2 separate regions of the Gossypium hirsutum genome follow, and region 1 is linked to region 2. Evidence: chromatin contacts called from public Hi-C data. All regions are on one chromosome and are shown on one strand. Each heading gives the region's core, a stretch centred on a gene start, on an enhancer-like site or on the middle of the called end of the contact. The rest is flanking DNA. Distances are from core to core; before and after follow the strand shown.

Region 1 (6,088 bases), core at 24-2,523, 68 kb before region 2:
ACCTAAAACTATACATACCCAAATCTGCAGGTTGGAAGATCATCTCCGGAACGAGAAACCGTTCATTGATTAAGTCAAACTCCTACACAAGGAAGCCAAGAACATCATTGAAAATGTGCAGGCAAAAAATGTAACACTTAAGAAGAAAGAGAAAGTTGGAACGCTACATTTTTAGTTAAATCCACCCTCTTCCTCTCCTCAGTCTTGGCGATAGTTTCCAACTGATATGTCTCTTTGTTTGGTTCCATGGCAGCTGATGGAGAGGCTCTGAGATGCCTCTGGGCTGCTTCAGGGTCTTTAACATAACCCTTTTTGTGTGTCACACCATCAGGCAATACATAGGTACATCTAAAAAGGTTGTCTTTTCCTTGTTTCCTGTAATGATTTGTCTACATCGTTTAAAAAAATAGCAGAAACAATATTCATCACATATTGCAAGCGACATTGAAAGAAATATGTATATCAAAAAATGTAGTAATCTCTGTTTTATACCTGGCAATCTGGAGATCTGTTTCAACATCAAGAGAAACAAAGCAGAGCTTCTCTTTAACATCGTCCATTAGAAAGGTTTCATCCATCACATTAATGGAGCGATATGAAACCAATTCCTTGAGATAATTAGTGAAGGCTTTCCCACCCAAATCTATCCTCTTCACCCCATAATTCAAGGTACAATTCTGAAAGACAGGGGCCACGTGGGTAAAGGAGAACCCACAGTCGACCACCAAACTACACTGCGCCTCGGAAAGCAGGCTGTCAGGACGGCGGCTGGACTCGTAGAGGTGGACGAGGGAAGGAGAATCGGCGACGAAGAGGGAGTTGAAGCCGAAGTCTTCGAAGATGAGTTCGTCGGTGGAGCGTTGGATGGAAGGGAGGGAAAAGAGGGGCTCGGTTAGGAGGAGGGAAGAAGAGGAAGGGGAGACATGGAGGAGGGAGTTGAAGAGGTGCGACCAGATGTCGCGTTGGAGATCGGGGTTGATTAGGTAGCCTCGGTCGATGGGGCGGCGGATAGCGGCGGAGGTAAGGTCTTCTTCGGTGGTAGTGGAGGGGTGGAGGAACTTTTTGGAGGTCAGAGGGCGGTAGAGACAGTTGGGAATTACGACGGCGGGATCGCGCTCGCCTCCTTGGCCCGCTTTAATCAGGCCACCGCCGTTATCGAGGACGACGACGTTTGACATTGGGGTGAAAACGAACGAACCAATTTGACTCTATAATTCGATTTATTTTTATTGTTAAAATAATAAAATTTAATATCCTTGTCCTGAATCCTGTTCTACTAGCGTGTACACTTGTTAACTCATTTTAAAATTTTGGTAAAAGTACAACATAGACCTTTATATTTGAAGAGTAATTGTATTTTGTCTTATTTTTTTAAAAGTATGAGACTTTACTCTTGTACCGAGACACTAATTATATTTTGTCCTATTTATTTAAAAATGTGTTGTTAAGTGAGTTGAAATTAAAAGATGAGTAAGATTAAGTAAATGTACTATGGAAACCTCTATATTTTATTCCTTCTACTTAAAAAATGGGTAAATTAATCCATATACTTTAGATTAAAGAGCAATTTGGTCATTTTGTTAAAAAATTCATCCATCTCTACTTTTAAGTAATAACGTGATTGACGACGCAACCAGATAGCGACACATGGCTGCCATGTGTACCTCATGAGGATGTTACACATTTTGCCACATCAACAAATATTTAAAAATTAAAAACTTTCAAAAACATATAACTTTTTAAAAGTTATTAAAAAACATGTCTAAAATATCTTGAGATTTAGTATCCTTATTGTAGTTTTTCATCATAATGTACTTGTAATTTTTGAATAGTATGGTTTAATAAAGTTTCATCGTTCACATTAATATCATTTGTATTTGTCCTCAATAGATTTTGCATGCAAAGTAAAATGAATAAGCAAATATTGGTTCACTTATTACCTAACATTTAAATAATATTAAGTTGCATTATGTGGTCTGATCATAATGTGAGAAGTCAACTTATATTAGTAGGTAATCTAAATGGTCCATAGTTTGGTGAATAAAAAGTGAGAAAATCGGTTCAAAGACTATTATGATGTCTATCAAGTCCAAGCAATGAGATAAATTGTCTTAAGTATCAGAGAGAATGACTTCCAAAAGATAGAGACATAGATATGGTTTTCTGGACTGACAATACATTGGACATGACCCAAATGAAATAAATCTATATTTGTTTACGGATTTATTCATTTCTGATGTTTGTAATGTGACTTACCTCAATCCTAAGTCAGTGAGCACTATGTGTGCGTGACTCATATACTTTGATGTATTGGAAGGTTGAGTTCAATTGGTAATAAAGCCGAAAGTTGGTACGTTGGATATACGACTTCTTCATGACATGACTTCATTTACAATAGCGAAATTCATAGCCCATTAAAGGGTAAATGATATCCTCTCATTGGCATTATACGATAGATGGAAAAGTAACATAGCCAAGGGTCTTTTTTCTAAGACGGATGATTTGATTACTATGTGTTATTTATTGACCTTTCATAAAGAAATATGTAATGATTATCATGAGATAAAAAATAAAATCATATTTGGTGAATATATTGAACCCAAAGAGATTAAGGGTAGCCTATGAGTGTAACATACATATGACAAGGTTATTGGACAAGCACTTGATAAAAAGCTTTTGTAACAATATATAATTGGGAGAGTTCAATCATGGTACATCTAGTGGATTGGCTCCATGACTACGTAATGTTGTAATTAATAGACGAAAAGTTGGAACATGATTACAAATTATTTGAGCCTAATTTATATACTCAGTCGATCCCTCTGCTAGCTCATATAACCCTGTATGATTTGCATATGAACCGATATTGTAACATCCCTCACAAGGTTCGGTCGTCAAACCTGAGTTATAGGATATTACCACAGTCAATGGAACAATTACAAGCAAAACTAAATTCATAAATTTCAAATAAACATGCAATTATTACAAATATCATGCATTACAAACAAAACCGAGTCTAAATTAAGCTTGCGAAAGCTCTAAAATTACCTAGGAACAAACAGGATCAAACTACAATATTTTCAAACTATAAAGGCACTTATGTAAAATAGGAGTCACACAACCATGTGTCCAGAATCCATGTGAATCAATATACCAAAAATTTCATCAAAAGTCACACAGTTGTGTGGCTAGGCCATGTAACAAATTGAGTCTATGAGAAAATTAAATGACCAAATCTATAATGCTCACACGGATGTGTGGCCAGCCCTTGTGACTATCAGGAACTGTATGGTACAATTGCTTCCTAATTTCCAATAAGCACAAGACCGTGTCACCAACCCATGTGTGATATACGGTCGTGTTTCGGCCCGTCTGGTGCAAAAATAGGTCATTTGATGCTTGTTACAAATCCAACTCTTAAAAGTGACCTAAAATGCATTTTGGCCAATATAAACTTGTTCAAATCATATCAATACCATGTCAAAACATAACATACAACATTTCCCTAAACATCTAACCAATATGCCACATTTGATACCAAATCACAACAATGAAACATGGTTCCATACTAATCATTCCACTTATTTATAATATTACATAACACGTATCCAATTCATACCACAAGTTAATTCATATGTACATAACCTATCATATTTGGTCACCTATATTTGCACATCCATAAACCAAATATGAGCATAAGCAATTCATCACATCCATAATTTACCATGGGAGCTCAAAATTCAACAATACCATAATTTTCCACAAAACATATTCAACATTACAATCACTTGACAATCCTATGTACATGCCACATATAATCAGTTTAAAATCATTAAAAGTCAACCGAATCAGGAAACAAATGGTGTCAGCTTCTCGTAGATCCGATGACACATTCAGAACGTCCAAAATCTACAAGAATAATGGTAACAACGGAGTAAGTATTACAAATACTTAGTAAGCTCATACAATGTAAACAATTAACTTACCTTAACTAAGAATCATATGTTAAACTAATGTGCAAGCTAAGTTTACCTATAATACCAACACAATTCCACAAGGTGAGATTATATAATTTATCAAACATAAAAATACATCAAGTACAAAGCTTTTCATTTCATAATATTTAACTAACATTTAACCACATTTCTTTCATCTATGTATACTCAAAATTTTATTACTTAAATATTTCATTCCACTTTATTTGAACATTAAGTTTATTTCGTAACTTATCAATTTTAAATTTCACATCTTTTGTATTACCCAACGAAATATTGTAAAGGAACTCAATACACAGGTGCAAATCATGTTTGATGCTTGTTCAAGCTAATCATATCCATTTGTGTTAAGTTATCCATTCGGGCTAAACATTTTATCGACACATCAAATTCGTCCGAGCTAAACTTGTGTCACATGTATTTTCGATTCCGCAACAAGTGCTGGAACTCGGTAATCATCAGTAGTTAATCACATCTATTGCTTGTCCGAGTTGAACATATATTTGTGTCAGGTTACCCGTCTGGGCTACACATTTCTAGGCCAGAGTTGTATATACATTTAAGGTTACCCATCTGGGTTAAACCTTTAAAACGACATCAAGTTACTTGTCCGAACTAAACATGTGTCACATGTATCTTCGAGTCTGCAACAAATGTTGGATCTCAGAATCATTAGAAATCAACCTGTAGCCATGTGTACAATACATTTATGAAGTTTAACTGGGTTAATTCCATCTTGTAAGTTCATGTTATTCCATTTCAATTTAATCCTTTTTCACCCTTTTGTACTAAATTGTAAACAATACAAAGTTCACTAAAACATATATTATATAGATAACATTCACAATATAATATACATGAGGAATAAAAATATAAATACACCATATGAACTTAACTGGCAAGAATAGCAACCTATAAGATATCAGGGACTAATCTGTATTTTTTTTATTTTCGCAATTATCCTCCAGTTGGTTTAAATCCCGATCTATATCATAATTTAACTCAATTATCAATAGAAAACATTATTTAGCAGCCTACTATAGACATGTATCAATCAAATTTCACTTATCAAATATTTCCTCAAGTTTTCTATTTTATTCAATTTAGTCTCTAAAACCAAAATTGTAATATCCTTCACATTTGAGCCTCGATTTCAAAATAAATCTCAATTTCATCCTTCTACGGCCCTCTATTGTCAGTAATTATAGAATTTCAATACAAATTTTGAAATATTTACTCTTTAATCCCTATGCTCAAAATTAACAAATTTCACTTTACAAATTAGTCATATTTAACATCTAAGCTTAATATTCAATCATTTAACATCAAAAACTCCAAGAAAATAACAATGGTAGCTTTTAGAAACTTTGAGGATTTTATTATTCAATAACCGGGTTAGCTTAATCAAGCTACAATGATTACAAAAACATAAAATTTACGAAAAACAAGCCTCAATTGGCTTACCATTCAAGACATCAGAAGCTTGAGAATTTAATCATGGATTCGTTGGTTCTTTGGATGAGCTTTCAGTGGAAAGAAGATGAAAAGAATAACGAACGCATTTCATCTTTTTGTTTTACTTATTTTTTTCATAATTAAAAAGGTGTTTATTTTATAATTTTAATATAAAATTTACTAATAAACTCACCTAACCGTCCATCACTATTTAAAATTACCTAATTGCCACATGGAACCTTGTTTAATTATTAAATAAGCTTCTTTAACAAATAAAAATCTTTAGCGATTAACTTTTACTACCTTTATTATTTTGTTATTGTACTTTATTTGTTACTAATTTGGTAAACTTACCTATCCAAAATTCAATTCACATTTATAACAACTCTGTAAATATTTAATAAAAATATTTATGGATTTGGTTTAAAGAAACGAGGTCCCGGTACCTCATTTTCTGACACTACTGACCTTAGGGTTAATACACTTATACCTTAACTACTATCTGATTAACAAATTCACTAGACTAAAATTCAATATAATACTATAATTAACTCATAAATATTATTCAATAATATTTAATGACCCGATCATCAGAGAACTGGGTTTCAAAACCACCATTTCTGGGACCACTGAAAATC
Region 2 (7,037 bases), core at 4,050-6,549:
TAAACTATTGTATTATGAACGATGAGAGAGAGAAAACACCGGATTTGGCTCATTTCTATTATTTTCTAAAGTATGATTAATCAACGTCCATGTCAAAAACAATATTGTGGAGAGGTTGAGATGACAAAAATAAAATAATATTGATAGCAAAAGATAAATAAAATAAAATAATATTCTCTCATTTTTAACAATAAAAATGGGATTAGGCTTTTAAGACTTTAGATGCTTTGATACCATATAGAATTTTGAAGGGTGATAAAATTGAGTTGTGTATTTTTTTTTTGAAGTAATTGCAAAGATCAAATACATAAAAGCTCATCACTTTTAAGAATCATACTCTAAGAAAATAATTAACTGAATTTAAGATACCATTACTCTTAAAACTATTAGACTTATTCAAAAGTAATAACAAAAAGATCATATTACAAAAATAAAATTTACAAGGGTAGAAACTATCATGTAAAATAAGTTATAGTTGCCTTCAATAATATGAGCTTGATTCCCGCTCCAACATCATAACCATTTAAGCATATATATGGGAGGGATCCACTTAATTAGTGTCAAACAAATATGGTTTTACACCATTTTATAACTTTTTTCCACAATTGATATTTTAATAATTTAATCGTTGAATTTCATATTCCATTCACATAGATCATGCATGTTAAGTTTGAAGCAATTTTTTAACGATTTGTTCTATGTAAAAAGCTTTCAGCCATTAAATATATATTAATATAAACAATTGTAGGGCCCAATTTTCGCCCAGGCCCAACAAACCCAAATAAACCAAATACCCAATTTCGGCCCCTACACATATAAAAGCATAAAGCCAACCCAATTACATAAAACAACCCAAATAATTTTGGCCCGTTTACATAAGCCCAATACCCATGGTCTAACCTAAGCAATCAAAAAACAACAAACCTTAGGCTACCCCTTTGCGCCGCAGAGTTCGTTCGTCCCATGTCAGCACGCCAAGCACGACCCCAGGCCCGCACGTCGCGCGCCCCACATTCGAGCGCCCTTCCGCGTCTTCACGATCTGCGATTTGAGCAAAAGAATAGCAAGAAACTACTTGTATTTGGCTATAAAGCCTTCAAGTTTCGATTGTAAACGGGACCTTTTTTTGTTTATGAAGAGAATAGCAAAATACACACAAAAGTCAATAAAGATCAGACAAAAAAATTCATTTCAAAAGTGGTTACTCATCGTTATTCTATTCCGTTTTGTTTTTCCTTTTTTCTTTTTCATTCAGATCCAGATACATACTAAAGTGTTAAAAGGGGGGTTCTTTCTTTGATTTTTTTCGAATACAATAGCAAAAATATGCACAGAAAATTGATAGCCATCAAAAGCATCCAATCCAAAATTTAAAAGAGAGGAAATACTTACCTTGATCGACCCACGCGCTCATTGTCGGAGCTTTGTCTCCTTCGCCGGAATGAGAAGCCCAAAAGGCGTCGAAATCGGCCATCACCTTTGGCAAACGCATGGCCGATCGGGGGTAGCTCTTTTGTGCCCTGGCAGAGGAAGAAAGGAGGAAAACTTTTTTTTTCCTTTTTTTGATTCGCGACAGATAACTTTGGGGATGGGGGAGTTTTCTTTTATGCATAAACCAAAAGGGAAATTTTTGCGTTAGGTCCTTGTCATTTGTGCTGACTTTTGATCAAGCCTTGATTGCATCTTATTTATTTTTAAATCTTCTCTAGAATTTATGCGCTACTTCATCTAGGTCCTCCTTTAAATGCTGCATCTCAAGACTTGGGGTATTTGCGTTTTAAATCCCTGTTTATATGAGCGTATCTCTTTTTAGCCTTTAACTTTGTTTTAGTAATTTTCTTAATTCGTAAATTGTCCTTTAAATTTTATTTTGGTATCAATTGAGTTTTTTTGTTTATGCTTTATTCTTTGTAATTCTTTTTTTTTCCCTTTAAAAAAATTTGCTATATATTGTTATTATTCGTTTTTCCCCTTGATATAGTATTTAAAATTATTTCATAGACCTTATATTGTTTTAATTTATTTTTTTCATTTGTATAAACTTTTAAATTGTTCTATTATAAAATTTTATTTGTGTTTTGAAGTTTTCTTTTATACATATCTCTTTATTTTGAAAGTTCATATCATATTTATTTTAAATAATTTTAAGCATCAATATGTTATACATTTTGTGCGTGAGATAGTAGAAAGGAAAACAATAAAAATGGGATTAGGCTTTTAAGCCTTTAGATGCTCTGATACCATATAAAATTTTGAAAGGCATTAAAATTGAGTTGTGTATTTTTTTGAAGTAATTGCAAAGATTAAATACATAAAAGCTCAATCACTTTTAAGAATCATACTCCAAGAAAATAACTAACTGAATCTAAGATATCATTACTCTTAAAAACTATTAGACTTATTCAAAAGTAATAACAAAAAGATCATATTACAAAAATCCAATTTACAAGGGTAGAAACTATCATGTTAAATAAGTTATAGTTGCCTTCAATAATATGAGCTTGATTCCCGCTCCAACAACATAACCATTGAAGCATATATATGGGAGGGATCCACTTGATTAGTGTCAAACGAATATGGTTTTAGACCATTTTATAACTTTTTTCCACAATTGATATTTTAATAATTTAATCGTTGAATTTCATATTCCATTCACATAGATCATGCATGTTAAGTTTGAAGTAATTTTTTAACGATTTGTTCTATGTAAAAAGCTTTCAACCATTAAATATATATTAATATAAATAATATTTTAGATCAATGTGATAAAGATATCAGATTGATTTGAGATTTTACATGCATGACAAGTACAATTATATTGATAAATTCAATAGTTGGATTGTTAAAATTTCAATAGTAAAAAAAGTTATGAAAGGGCGTAAAATCCTGTTAGTTTTACTTCGATATAAATGGATCTCTTTTCATATATATATGTGTCTTCTTCTAAAATTCTATTTCAAATCTAAAAGTTTTATGTTGAGAGTAGGGAAAGATAAATTATTGAAATATTTGGATAACAAAATAGAGGCAGTACTAATAAACAAGGGAGAATATTGAAAAATAAATCCTCCAAACTTGCCTTGTCAAAAACCCTTCATTCATGAGTTGGATATACCTAATTTTCTACCCACCTAATCCAAGTATCCAACAAGTTTGCAAATAAATATCCCAATTGTGCATATGTACTTTCCTAGTATAACTAAAGAGAGAGATACAATTAGATTTCTCAATTAGTTAATTTTCCCCCAATTTTATCAATAATGGGTTGAAAGAATTCATTTTTCTTATTAAATAAGCTTTTACTTGGATTCTTAGGTATTTTCCTATGCCTCCTCGAACAATAGCACACTTTTTTTTGTGATTGTTTTTTCTTAAATTACTAAAACGTATACTCAAATCACATTCACCAATCCAAAGAGTTAACTAGACATTATTTTTGTATATATGAAACTTTTAACTTCACTTTTTATTTATCTTTATTTTCTAATTATTAACAAAATAAATGAAATCATATTTTCAAATATCTAAAAATCAAATAATTAAGAATAAATTGTTCAAAACTCAAGTGAATATCCTAGATTTTTTTAATTATTCTTTTACTAAAAAATTAATGAAGAGTATTTTAACTCATATCTAAACTAACTAAAAATGTTACTAGTATGGTATCTATTGCCAACTTTATATTCTCATCTATACTTATCCAACGGTCGGGCACTACCTACTTGGCCCAGTAGACATGCACAAACCAACTCAAGGCTGGACTTGGGTGAGAGGATTAACAAAGTTCGAACTGTGTCCCGAACCATGGTTTGTTTAACTTGCAATGCTAAAATCAATCCTCCTCCTTCACATGACATCAATAAAGCTTTAGAAAGGGAGGCAACAAGCAAAAATAAAATTTCTGACTAATATAAATGAGCTTTCAGGTCAGTGTCACTTGCAACTTCAAGGACTAGCTATAAAATCTTGAATTCTTAAACATCCATCAGGGAGAAGGAACCTAAACCTATTTGCATTTTGTATCAAATATGTAGGAAGATGAACTACTGAAGCTGAAGGGGGTTGGAATCCATCTTTTTAGTCAACCATCGGAAGGTGTATTTTTCAGGAAGCATGTCGAAAAGAGTGTCACCCCTGCAAATGGTTCTTTGTATCCTAAGATAACTTAGATGGTTCGTGCTTATCACTCTGTCAGCAAGGATAAAACCAGTCATCTTAAATATGAAATTTTCAAGACTCTGAAAGCAATAGCTGCAATGCCATCTTGCATCAGAAAAGATTAGATCGATCTAGCGTGAGAGGCCAACAGTTATAGATATGAACTGAGGCTCGCCAACTGCTATAATCCACAAGAAACTCAAAGGAATACATGTAATGCTGCAACTCAAGGTGCAACATGGGTGGCACTCCATCACACCGTTGTAGCAATTTTAGAGTGGGTAGTCTTTGTTGAAAGTTGCCAACCATGCAGCAGTGGCAGACAAGCCAAAAGTGAGAGCCAAAATGACGGAAAATCCAAGTGCAAGCTAAAGTGGCGGACAGTCCAAGTACAAGCTAAAATGGCGGACAATCCAAAGTACAAGTCAAAGTGGTGGACAATACAAGTACAAGCTAAAGTGGGGGACAGTCTAACTGCGAATTGTTTCGAAACTTTTGATACAGGCGAACAAGTTGTCAACTTGTTTAAAAAAGCTGTTAGATTATTTTTCTTTAATTTGCTAGGTAAATGTAAACGATGCTGAAAAGATAAAAATCAGTCAATGAATAATCCTATGTATTTAGACATGCCAACTTTGTAAGTTGCAATGGTAAAGTTTTCCTATTTAAGTATATACTTTGTATGTAAACATATGAATAAGAATAAAAAGAACAAGAAGTCAATTTTGATTGTTAAATTTTGATCTGTCTATTGGAAATTAACCCAATTAAGCAACAAAAAAGTAAAAAAATAACGGAAGAAATTGAAAAATTAAACACACAAATTTAACGTGAAAAAATTTCTCCAAAAAAGATAAAAAAATTACAGGCAAAGATAATTTTACTATAATAAAAACTAAACTTTGAAATCTAAAAATACTTTCCATCTTCTCTTTCTTAGACACAAAACCCAACAGTCTTGGCAGCTCATTTGTATCTGATATTATTAGATCTCCATTGGATATCTCTGCATTGCGAAGTAATCTTTTCACAGCTATCTGTTCCCGTGATTCAAGAACAAATGGGCTTTCATGTGGGCTAGGGGATGCAATTGGGCCAAGAAATACACCATGGACTATCTACTCTTCAGCACACTCAACCTGATATCAAGCAAGTCTAATTCATGGCTAAACATGATGCTGTCAAATATACATCGTGGTTGCAAACGTATGACCATCCATATAGGAGGCACAAGTGTTCCATTGAAACATTTTCAGGGTAATAGTGTGGTAGGGGTATGAAGGGGGTAGGGGGTTTGTCCCAAAGTGGGAGGAAAAAAATACGATGTCTTTTGGCGATCGGTTAATATGTCAATCACACAAACTGAAACAAGTGTCAAGACGGTGAAAGGAACAAGCTTAGGCAGTGGCCTTCTGTTGGTAGGTGAATGAGTCCTTTTGCCATGCTTTAAAGTAGAGAGCTTAAGACAGATAACAATTTCCATGCTCTGATAACTCAATTAGCAAAGAATCATGGCTTTGACAAACTTAACCATCTGCACGAAATTCACCAAAAAATTAGGTCTAAAAGTAAAATTTTAGCCAACTGCTCTTCATGACAGTTAAGCATCAAACCAGTAAGAGAAATGAAGGCCTTTATGTCCTAGTCTTAACCAAATACAAAAACAGGAAAGAAAGAAAAGAAGAAAAAACAGTATATTATGTCAAATCAATATTAATGTATGAATATAAAAAGTTAGCAAGGGCCAATCTTCCTGCTGAAACCGGTTTGTCGAAATCTAGCATTACATCTGTATCAGATTTGTGATGCAACCAAGATTCTAACAGTACTACATAGCAGAAAAGCTCAATTGACAGGCTCAGATCACTCTCCTGCTGAAGAGTCAAAGCGTGGTCTCTTGCTGCAATAATAAGCCTATAGTAAAATAATAATCAAATACACAGTAGAACTTGGCTAAACGCATAAAAGGGTGTCAGATCAGACTACAAAAACAAGCATGAAAGTGGCAGTAACAAATCAAAAGCCTTTGTGCTACACCTAATGAGCTGCAAGTCTTTAATTTTACAAAGTCCAAAAGAATGTTAATCAAACAAACCGTATTCGGGAGAAATTGAACATAGACTATGCTTGGTAGATAACTTGGAAATAATAACCAGCTTTGAGCTTCAATCATGTGCAAGGCTCAAATAAGTAAGAAATTGAAATAAACAGAATTCAAGCAACATTAACATCAATACTTAATAAGCTAAAAACTTAAGGACAGTTGAAAAAGGATTTCATCCTCAAGTAAAAACAAATTAATGACTGGAAATCATAAGCCTGTTTGCTCTTCTTTAAGAATTAAAAAGGTGCAGTCAAGTATAAGAGTGCAAGCACATTAATAGACTGGGTAATAGGCAAAATGATTTTTGAAGTCAAACGATAAAAACTGTTTACTACCTGTTAACGCTTTTCTTCATCCTCGGTGGTACAGAAGCAGATACCTTTTGTAGAATATAGTCCTATGGGTGTTTCTCTGTAATACATTATCTGATGATTATACCTTCAATAATGTTTTCATGACAACATGAAGAATTAAAGAGAAAATGGGATGATTTAACAACGCTGTACAGAAACTTGGACTATACCGAGTAACATTTCTTGCAATTATGAAACTGAACTGCAATGAAAGAGCGAGAATGGAGAATCATAACTGTCACAGAAACAGGAGAAATAGAAGAATAGTCCTAGAAACAATTATAGCATGAAACATAAAATCAAGATAATCTTTTGCAATGCTAAAACATAATCAAATATGATCACATCGACTACCAAAAGAGAAAAGAAAGTGCAGAGGTTCATCCAACTTGACACTCTATTCAAGAAATCAAATTTCTCAT

Evidence for each region. A called contact is a pair of places that touch in the nucleus more often than the background predicts.
Region 1: a contact with region 2 is called in a Hi-C map of leaf, with 2.4 times the contacts expected there. The contact joins the promoter of LOC107962599 here to the enhancer-like site in region 2. A contact is called at or near these places in 4 of 34 Hi-C or Micro-C datasets (all in leaf).

The regions. Positions count from the first base shown.
Region 1 is chrA06:10,259,071-10,265,158 of Gossypium_hirsutum_v2.1, reverse strand. LOC107962599 (actin-related protein 6) reads right to left here and starts at 1,273. Exons shown (of 9, transcript XR_001701694.2): 1 at 493-1,273; 2 at 168-375; 3 at 19-82.
Region 2 is chrA06:10,193,788-10,200,824 of Gossypium_hirsutum_v2.1, reverse strand. It overlaps LOC107962597 (a long non-coding RNA gene), which reads right to left and starts at 1,843. Exons shown (of 2, transcript XR_001701693.2): 1 at 1,393-1,843; 2 at 698-1,041. It also overlaps the pseudogene LOC107963262. Within about 2 kb of position 5,299, at least 1 of the 9 cell types and tissues checked has an H3K27ac peak or open chromatin away from gene starts, as enhancers often do. A contact at or near this core is called in leaf, where this site is marked.